Regions from separate parts of the Mus musculus genome. Here region 2 is linked to region 1. Evidence: chromatin contacts called from public Hi-C data. All regions are on one chromosome and are shown on one strand. Each heading gives the region's core, a stretch centred on a gene start, on an enhancer-like site or on the middle of the called end of the contact. The rest is flanking DNA. Distances are from core to core; before and after follow the strand shown.

Region 1 (5,253 bases), core at 1,037-3,536:
TGGAAACTTCTTTATTCCCACTTTCTGGCTCATCCACACTGGCAGAAAGGAAAACTGAGAAGAGTTGTAATTGCATTTTATAAATGCAATTACCTTTACTGCCCTAGAATATTCCAGCATATCATCTTCATTTGTGTGTGTGTGTGTGTGTGTGTGTGTGTGTGTGTGTGAATGAAAGTATAATTGTGGTCTATGGGATTAGGAATGGGAAAACATGGAGGCCAATGAGAGAATAAATGAAGTGCAGTCTAGATGGAAATACTGAGTGGGTCTGTGCAGTGGCAAGCCCTGCTAGTCCCTCCTCCCCAGAGCTTCCTTTCTAACCTTGCAGGGGAGGTGCAGTTTTTAGTTGCTTCCCTATTCATTTCCAGTAGGTGGTTCTCCTGGTATTCAATCCTGGGAGGATGCAAATAGATCCAAAGGGAAACTACTCATCTTGATTATTCTAAGTCATCCTAATTAACTTAGTTGGCATCTGGAGAAGAAATCGTCTACTTAGCTCTTATTTTGATCTTCACGAAAGCTTCATGGCACATAAAGGATTTAGAGTGGAGATGTTAGGCACAACCTAATCCCTGCCCTTTGGCCGAAGGATGGGGCACTGAAGCCTGGGGAAGCAGCATGCCTTCATTTAATCTCCTAACATTGGTGACAGGTTCAAGCACATGCCCTAGGCTACATCTATTCTGTATCACAATGCTTGTACAATGTTGATCCCCCCCCCCCTCTTCTTGCTATAGAATAAGTCAGGGATTATTAAGTCAGAGGCTAGGAGAGCTTTTAATAATGGGAGTTCAAAATTTAGATGTTTCATCCTCAAAATGAGGTTAGACCTTTAATTACATAAAGACATGAACAGGACAAATACCACACAACTTTGAACCTGGTTCCCTTCCAGACCACCCTGCAGGGTACCAAGATCTTATGAATAATGCAATCCTGAAGTATGATATCTTCCGTGTGAGTGCATATACTACCCCATCCATTTGTTGCATGATATTGTTGAGCCAGGAAACGTTTGTGAACCCCAAAAGACCACCAAGGAGCCGATTCCAATGTAATCGCATTAGGGTCTCTTTGTTACAAGCTTGAACTTGGGCTCTCCACCAACCCCGACATAGCAGGACTGTAAAGTGGAGCAGCCCTCAGCCCTCATCAGGATAAGGTTTTATAGGAATAGCAAGCAAGCAATGGGGGTTTAAGCCAACAGGTGGGTGCTTTGAAGCAAAACCATGAACATTCACAAATGGTCTGGAAGTACATCTGAAACAATTAGACTAATATTTGATTGACTGTTGCTATGAAGTAGCTAGGGAGTAACTCTGGGGTATGGGCCAAGGACAAGCTATGGGGTCCTTCCTGGTACTTGGGTGCAGCTTGGGTTCAGCTGCAGGTCAAATTCTCAGGCTCTTTTTCTTTTAAGATGGAGGGTGGTCCCAAGATAGAGTAGGTTTGGCCTCTATTTTACTATGAAGTAAATGAGATACATGTGTTAGTATTTCATTCTTATTTATAACAGAAAGTTCAAAAATAAAAGTATTTTGACATCTTTGGAGAAAGTACTGGTTAAAAAAAATACCAAGTTGTTATGGAAAACAGGGAAATCCTCTAATTAAACACATGGACACTATTTATTCTTCTCTTCTGCTAGGAGTTTTATAATAGCTTCCCATGCAATTTTACATGGTCTGCACTCCTCTTGCTGGCCTACAGAATATGTGGCATTGTCACAGCAAGGCACAAATGAAGAAAGTGACACTTAGGATAAGTGTGTACACGTGTACAACTAGTAACTGGCTGAACCAGAGCTTGAGAGAACATAGCCCTGGCTGGCATCAAAGCCACATTCCAATCAGTCTGGATCACCATCTCTAGGGTTAACCTCCACCGAGAACCCCTAGTACTTCAGAAAACTCAGCAGCAGGTCTTTCCTTCTCATCTAGCAGGCTGTCCATCACCCAGTTTGAGTTCTTTCTCTGGACACCTCCCCTCTGTGTTCTAAAGCACAGAGGAAGTGAGGCACCCAGACTGTCCCAGACTGGGGAGTGTTTACATAAGGTCAGGATGTGGGCGTTACTCTCAAAGCTTTATGTCAGTTAGAATCAACCCTAACTAGACTTGCCAAGTGACCTACATCCTTTCACCCAGCTTGGTGCCAGACTCACTTCTACCACTAGCCATATTTTATCCTTTTTTAAAAATATTGTAACCTATTCAATAGTATCATTGCAGCTTTTCTGCTCATGTCAAATAATAAACAAATCCCACTCTATCTGCACAGATCCCAAAGAACAAGGTTTTGTCTAGCATTTTTCTCAGAGCCTATGATATACCCAACCACAGCAAAGACTAACCATACATGAGCTGCCAACCCGAAACCAGGCAGGGGAAAGAGAGAGAATTGAATGAGTCTCTGGGAGTTTTTGCTTTCCCTAAGCCTCTTAAAGCTGCTACTTGCCCTAATTCCTGTAGACAGGAGGGTGGCCATTAATGGCCAAATATACTCTCTGCTGACTGGCCTCTGTCTCCATTCCCGCAGAGGACTCATGAATTGGGCAGAGCTTCAGCAGAGTTTCAGACACGACTCATGTCATAAGGAGACACTTCTAAGACAGTTTCCACTGTGGCATGAAGGGTTGTTCACATAGGCCAGCCCTTCCAGGAGAAAACTGTTACATCTTGGAATACAGACATGTGTGTTCTTCTTCCTTACAGCAGAACAAAATGACCCAGAAGCAACCAAATGTAGATTCAGACCCGCCCAATGGACAGGCCCCTAGAAGTTCAGCCAGAGAGTCAGAATAGAGTGTCAGAGGATTTAAGAGAACAAAGAATGGAAGTGGTCCGGGTAAGTCATCAGCTTCAGGAACTCAGCACACTGGGGCAGGCAACACAGTAAAAGAGCCAAGTAGAAAGGAACCTTCAGGAAAAAAAAAAAACACACCAGCAGGTTCATAGAATAGGAACATACTGGAGTCCCCAGCATTCCCAGGGGCAGACTGAGACATGTCCCAGCTTATGATATAGGCAAAGTAGATCTCAATCTAGCCAAGGAAACATGACACATATTTGTTATGTGAGTCCGTGTGGAAGGCCTAGACCTCGGGACAAAACCTCTTGGTCCAAATGGAGATACAATCCAGCATCAGGCCTGGTGCTCTGAGCCTGGGGCAGAGTCCTGCCAGCTGTTTGTTTACAGTCAGAATGGATGTGACTTACAATGTGGGGCCCAACATCTGAGAAGACAGTGATTCCAGGTCACAAGAACTAAAACGGAGTCAGGCAGAATCCATGCAACACTTTTGCTCTCCAGTAAAAGGTGCCCTACCCCATGCAGGTACAGAATATCCTGCAGGCACAGGAGGTGACAAGTAGCCAGTATTAGGTTACAGACCCTCCTCCTCTTCCCACAAGCCAGGCCATGTCTCCTGCAGCCTGTCTTCCCCTGCCCATTTGTAGCTACAGCCTGCATCCCCCACTCACTTCATCGAGATTCATGGTAGCCTTTAGCTATAGCCAGTCCTTATCAGTACCTTTCTTACTTTTAGCACATAGGCTAGGCCAGGTAACATGGAACCTGCCCTTCTCTACAACTGAAAACCCTCAAGGGCAACAAAGCGCACCCCCCCCCCCCGCCCCACTCCTTGAAATGGAAAGGACTTGAAGGCTCTACTTTCAGGGCCTATCATGGCTGCCTCTGGCCCTCATGCTGTAGCTTTCCAAAACAAAACAAAACAAAACAAAACAAAACAAAACAAAAAAACAAAAACAAAAAAACAAAAAAACAAAAACAAAAACAAAAACAAAAAACCTCTTCCAAACAGAAATTTATTTTGTCTCAGCTACCTTCCTTCAATCTTGTGTCATCTCTTAATAATTTGTGTTATTTAAAAAAGGATGTCCTTCCAAGTAGGGCAGAGACCTCCACCAGGCACTACCCAATACACAGAAACTCAGGTATGACATCCCATGTGTTCTAAGACCTTTCCAGAGACATAAACAAGCATCTGTTCACTCTAGAAAGGGAATGGACAACACACCACAAAAAATTATTCCACCCAAGTCTAACTTAGTAAACAAGCAAACTGTCTGGATCTCTCCCAGGCAACTTAAAAGCCACCTCAGCATGGCTGACAGTTTGTGAAACCTGCTTTCATTAGCCTCCCTATGCAACCTGCAGACAGACAGCGTATCAGGCTCTCATGGGAAAGTCTCCCCTCCCTAGTAACTACTTACTAGTTTTATGTAACCTGGGTGAGGGTTCCTGTGTCTCTTAGAAACTTCCAAAAGCTTCCTAAGGCTTGTAAGTTCCATTTACTTCCTGTGTCTGCTGGAAAACCTCTGTCTTTTCTCCAGGAAGGAATGTTTCTGTTCCTAAATGTTTCTGATTACACACTCAATTCTCCTCATCTTGGACATACCTGGATGTTCCGAACCTGTAAACCATACCCAGGCGATCTGGAAAGCTCAACTGAGTAACGAAAGAAGTTTCACTGTGGAAAGCTGTGGGAAGGATTTTCACTTTTTCTCAAGCAAAACAAAGCCTCCTGTTCAAGCTCTGTGGGACATCAGAAGCAGAATCAAGCAGAGCCCGCCCTAACAGCTCAACACCAGACTTCTTTTCCTCCCCAAAGTTCAGTACAATGTGAATTGGAAGTAAGAAATCTGAGAAACTCCAGAATAAATGTTTTGGCAAAAAAAACATTGCTATATCATGACTTTTCAAAGTCAAGATAGGTCCCCGATCTGTTTTCTCCAGCCACTCCTCACAGAATTTTATTATCTGTGACAAAGTGGAAGATAAGTTGGACAGATGCATCACTGGGAGGCCAAGTTCTGCACAGCACTTTTGTTCTGGAAACAGCATCTGGCTCCATGACTTTGGGCCCCTTGGAGAATCAGTGGCTGTGGATGTGGCTGGCTGCTTGGCTCGATCTCCAGCTGCAGGGCTGCACTTCCAAGTCACACTTGGCAGAAGCACAGCTGAGCAGCATCTGACCTCAGCCTTCCTCTGCCACCCTGGCCTGTCACTCAAGGTGGACCCCAGAGGGGTCAGAGAAAGATTCTGGTGAGGGCAGGATGGTGTTGGCATTGTCTCTCAGCTCCGCATGGTCACAGAGATTGAGGTGTGGCCATGCAGCAACCAGGCTTGGCTGGTCACCCTGCTATGGTTTAGAGACGTTAACCTCCCCCATCAGGCAATGGGGGAAACAGTAATGATAAACAGGTGGGACCGGAAAAAAAATGTTTTTG
Region 2 (5,370 bases), core at 2,733-5,232, 310 kb after region 1:
CACGTAACAAAATTAAAAAATAAAAGGTATTATTCAGAAAGAAAAAAAAAATTAGCGCTCACATCCAAACCTCCCTTTTAGACAGGCCTGGCAGTGCATAGCTCTAATCCCAGCACCTGGGAAGTAAAGGCAAAAAGAGCAGCATCTCAAAGCCAGTTTTAAGGCAAAAGCCACAGGTTCAAAGCAACCTTGGCTACATAAAACTGTGTCCAAAAAAATGAAAACCCTTGCACTAAATGTACTGTAAAAATTAAAGTCTCACACAAATATGATCACTATAAGCTTATATTTGTACTAAGTAAAAATACAAATATATGCATGTTATTAGTTATAAGCTCTACTTTCTTAAATCTTTAAAATTTAAAATTCAGTATTTCCAAACTCCACTTCTTTTAATGCAAGTTAGTATCTTTTTTACTGGGTCTACTTTCCAAAGTGCAATTAATACATATCAATAAGCAAATCAAGAATTTCAAACCAGATAGAGTCAATGAGACTGTTCAGCACATAAAGGCCCTTGCTGTCAAACAGAACCACCTGAGTTATTCCTGAAACCCACGTGGTGGAAGGAGAGAACCAACTCCCACCAACTGTCCTCTGATTGTCACATGTGCATAATGTTCAAGTACACACACACACACACACAAACACCAATGTTGGGAGGGGGAAAAACGACATTTCTGCCATTTAGTTTTCCAGCTTAATTCAAGAATTCACCTATAGGATGATAAGTCTCTTCAGATAAACCCTTTACTAAGGAGATTGGGTAGACCTGGTCACATCCAGGAACTTGTGGGTCTGAAACCTCTCTCTCTCCCCTTCACAGTACAACACGTAAATAAGTGCACAGATGTGAAACACTCTGAAGACACTGGTGGGTGAGGAAGGTAAGACAGTGGCGCCCACTCACGGGTCTCACCTTTCAGCAGTGGCAGAGGCGTGAGCTCAATGGGCTTGCCTTGAGACCTGAACTGGGAGGAGCTTTGCGACCTCTTCTGTCTGGCTTTTCTGACGGACTTCCGAGAAAATCCGTCTACTTTATCCACTGATGGAGGAGTAGTTGGTGCTGAGGACATATCCCTACTGAAGAGAAAGAGGAAACATGAACATGAGCCCATGGTGAAAGTATTCATGTGAGTTATACACATCTTAAAAGTCCCATATACAATATTCGTGAAAATAGGAATATGTACCAAAAAATAAAAAAATCAATTAAGAGAAGTCTTGCTGCTGCCGGGCAGTGGTGACACACGACTTTAATCCCAGCACTCAGGAGGCAGAGGCAGGTAGAGGTCAGCCTGGTCTACAGAGTGAGTTCCAAGACAGCCAGGGATACACACACATACACACACACACACACAAACCTGTTTCAAAAAAACAAAAAAGAAAAATCTTGTCAAGGGGAAATAAATAACGTGGCTACCATTAAACAAAATCAGAACTCTAATGTATCACCACTCCATTATTAGCATTAAAAAAATGTCTTCCTGGACCTCAAGTCTCTATATTGTCTGCCCATTTTAATTGCACAGCTCTTCCCATCTTGGGATTCCTGAAGTCATTTTGGAGCGATTCTGAAGCTGGAAAAAGTCCACAGAAACATTTTCCTGACAAATTTAATATTATGAATGGGCTAAAACCCTTTTGCACTTCAAGAATCTAAACAAATGAAGCCAGGTATAGTAGCGGGTAACAGCACTCAAAAGCAGGAAAGGTCATGAGTTCAAGGCCAGCCTAAACAGCTTGACTCCAACCCTGGGACACACAGTGGGAGGAGATCCTGCCTCAGGTAAAAAAAAAAAAAAATGAGCGGAGCCACCTCAGTATCCGACAGCACCATGATTACTCTAAGTATAATCCTACTGGCACCATCTAAGCAGGACTTTTGGTGCAATGTGCCATGCTGTGCTTGCTGTTACAAGCCACCACCTTGCACATGAGGACAGGCTAGATTACTTGAATGAGAACGCACAAAAGGCACGATTACAACTATTTCAAATTTTTTAAATAAAGCCATCTTAAGTTATTAAAGTTTGATAAACAAAACTAAGATAAACTCCAATGCAAAGTTGAACTGAAAACATAACTTCACAGCCTCCCAAGATGAAGTTGAGTTTAAGTTCAAATATTGTGCTACATGAAACCAACAGAACTGACTGAATATCATTCTGCAATTATTTAATCTTCGAAATTATTCAAAGGAAGGACAGATGCTAAAAGTCCCAAGCATTGAGCTTAGACTCCTTCACCAAACTAAACAGACGCCAGTACCATTCAGGTGCTACTGAGGCTCCATGCAAGATTAATGGCAGACAAGATCGACAGAATGCATATGATGCAGTGCTCAGGCTCAGTTCCTCAAGTGTCATACCGACACCTAAGACAAATGCTTTTTTTTAACTTCCACAAAGAGTAAGATAGCTGCCTTCCCAATGTGTTATGATTAAACAGTCATCTGCATTACCTGGATTCAACTAAAATAGCATAGACTTTGGAGAGGGGAGGACAATATTAAGGTTAATTTGGGATTTTGAGGACTTCGTGATTCTTTCATTAGAAAGTTATTTTCTTTTAACTCTAATTTGGCTTGAAATATAATGTGACATATAAAAAACGGAATAATAAATTATAAATACTATCGAAAATGTCAGACCTCAGCAAGAAGTTCCACATCGCACTGGTATGCTGTAAATTTAGGGACGAATATTACAATTTCATCTGGGAATTATTTAGATTTCACTCTAACCCTAGCAACACAGATTTCTGTAAGCCTCGTTCCCCCCATCCCTCATTCTGTCTCTATTTCTCTTCTCTCATCTCTAACGATGATCTATAGGCAGCTTTCTTTTTCATCATTTGCCTCTTATGCGCGCAGCTCTGAATAAAATGTCAAGGATCTCAACTCAAAGCATTGCAGAAATGATGGTAACAGCGGGGTCCCTGCAAAGCCCAGGGAAACAGGTTTCACCTGGGCCACTGCACCCAAAGCGTTAGCATTCTCTAAAGAGCACACTACTGGGGCTTTTCCAAGGGGGAGGTATGAAAACAGGGAAGTGGCCTGTTTGTCTGCAGGTATGTTCACATAAACCCCAAGCCCTGGAGAAGCTGCGCGGCCACGGAATCTTCCTCCCTGCTCCCCCGCCCCCGCCGGGGGGGGGGCAAGAAAACGCCTCAAAAGAGGGAGGAAAAGGAGCCGGCGAGGCCGAGGAGAAGAGAGGTGCTGGCCTCCAAAGCCTCTGCAGGTAGATCAGACAAGTGGGCCGGGCGCTTGCTCCCGCTCCCCCCACCCCGCCGCACCCCTCAGCTGCCTGGGCCCGGCCTTCCCGAGCCCGCCGCTCCGCGGGTTCCCCGGGAGGCAAGCCGCGGGACCCGAAGCTGAAGTTACCTTGAAGCTCCTGGGAAAGAATCGGAAGATGATCTGTGGCTGCGCGGAGTGGGCTGCGAGCTAGGGGCCGCGGCGGGGGCGGGCGACGGCCCGGGACGCACGGGGGGAGGTCCAGGCAGCGGCGGAGAGCCCCGGGCTACTACGGCCGTCCGGGGCGACGTCCCTCCGGTTCCGCGGTAGCGGCAGTGTTTCTAGGCCTCTCGGCTGGCCCCTAACCTCAGCGCTCCGGCAGTGGCAGCGGCGGCCTCACGAGCCTCCCCCGCGGGCCCGTCCCATCAAATCGGCACCGACCCGGTTGCGGCGCGGCCGGTGGCTCTTCGTTCACATTCCCGGCGGGCGGCGCCTCTGCTCGTTGCACCGGACCCGGCGGCGGTGGTGGCGGCGGCGGCGGCGGCGGCGACGCGGGGAGGGGGAGGAGGGAGGAAGCCTGGATTTGCAGCGGCAGCAAGCGCGGGAGTCGGGAGGAAGAGTTGGAGCCGCCTGAGCCGCCGCTGCCAGAGCCGCCGTTCGCTACCCGCGCAGGGTCCCCGTCAATGCCCCTTTCTCTCTCCTATTGTCAATATCACCGGGCGGCTGAGTCCATGGCACAGGCGCAACCGAACCTCCTGGCTAGCAGAGCCCGCCTCCGACGCCCGCCCACTGGAGACTTCAAACGGGAAGCGAGACTTCATTGGCCGGCGCGCGCCTTCACTCCCAGGCCAGCACGTTCGGCTGAGAGCTGGTCGGGGATTGGCGGCGCGGGGGGGCGGGGAAACAGGAGGGTGTGAAGGGACGGGGCCCTCGATTGGGCGAGGCGCGGGGGACCCGGATGCTACCGTGAGCTCGGGCGACCGGGCCGCCGTTTCCGCCAGGGCGCCTGAAGTGGGGGTACTGCGGCGTCTGCTAGGCCTGAGGAGAGCTCGGCGGGCGCGCCCGAGACTGGAGCTTCCGCCAGGCGGAACCCTGTGGACCGCGAGCGTCTTCACCCGGGTATCCGAAGGCCACAGGGCGGCCGTCCTGGTGCCTCACGGTTCAGCCCGCAAGCCCCACTCCGCACGGAACCCACGGCCCCCTGAGCCCTGTGTAAACGCGGCCATGGAAGCCGGCAGAAAAATACCCCAGTGGCTGTCCTTCGCTCAACTCGTGGGAGGCCTGGCCACCGGTTGGACTCTCACCTGGTCCCCCCAAAAGCCAGTTCTGAATATCAGCTCTCTGATGCCCCTGCCAGGCTCGGCGGGGGCCCGCGCTCCGGGAGTTAATGCAGATGGCAACTCTGCAGTCTCCCATTCAGAATACCCGCATTCGCCCTTTCAGGACTCCGAAATACCCAGCCCCCAACTCGACAGATTTTAATTGATAGTTTGAGTCTGAGTTTAAACAGAAGACTTACCTCTATCTAGAACGAGGACGAAAATACATACATGTTTTTGCATCATTGGTGAACCCTAGGCCAAATGGTACGTTTCCAAAGAATATTCTTAGACCATCAATCAATTTGAATGCAGGCTACGTACAATAGTTAAAAGAAGAAAAAAATACTAACTACAAAGATCAAACTACCAGCTGCTCAAAATTTGGAAATCTGGGAGGGGAAATACAGGAGAAATAATATTATAATCCATAAACCCAAAATAACCAGTCATTTTGATGTAGTTTTAGTATTATATTTCATATATGTATATACACACAAGTATATATATATATATGTATATATATATGTATGTATACATACATACACACATGTATGTATATTCTTTTTCAAACTCAAAATGCTTCATCCTGTAGCCGAGTTTTTCCTCTCAGTATCATGTCATGTTCTGTACAGTTAAGGAATATACATTTATAAAGCTCTCTGTATCATACCCACAAGTGCTAACCATGCGTTTGCGTTTCTGGTTTGTTGCAAATTTCTATCCTGTTGGGTAGAAAAATAATTCTGTACTATGAAAGAGAATGTTACTGCCCTGAACTGAAATGGGAAAGATGGCTTATACGAAAGCAGACCC

What was found. A called contact is a pair of places that touch in the nucleus more often than the background predicts.
Region 2: a contact with region 1 is called in a Hi-C map of muscle stem cells, with 2.0 times the contacts expected there. The contact joins the promoter of Ppp2r5e here to the enhancer-like site in region 1. A contact is called at or near these places in 2 of 484 Hi-C or Micro-C datasets (the C2C12 cell line and muscle stem cells) and 1 of 115 datasets of contacts at active chromatin or transcription factors (bone marrow-derived macrophages).

Annotation. Positions count from the first base shown.
Region 1 is chr12:75,281,440-75,286,692 of GRCm38.p6, forward strand. No RefSeq gene overlaps it. Among named protein-coding and RNA genes, the nearest start is that of Rhoj, 24 kb to the right of the region's middle. Within about 2 kb of position 2,287, at least 87 of the 459 cell types and tissues checked have an H3K27ac peak or open chromatin away from gene starts, as enhancers often do. A contact at or near this core is called in the C2C12 cell line, bone marrow-derived macrophages and muscle stem cells, where this site is marked.
Region 2 is chr12:75,592,250-75,597,619 of GRCm38.p6, forward strand. It overlaps Ppp2r5e (protein phosphatase 2, regulatory subunit B', epsilon), which reads right to left and starts at 3,983. Exons shown (of 14, transcript NM_012024.3): 1 at 3,386-3,983; 2 at 920-1,083. The coding sequence starts at 1,076.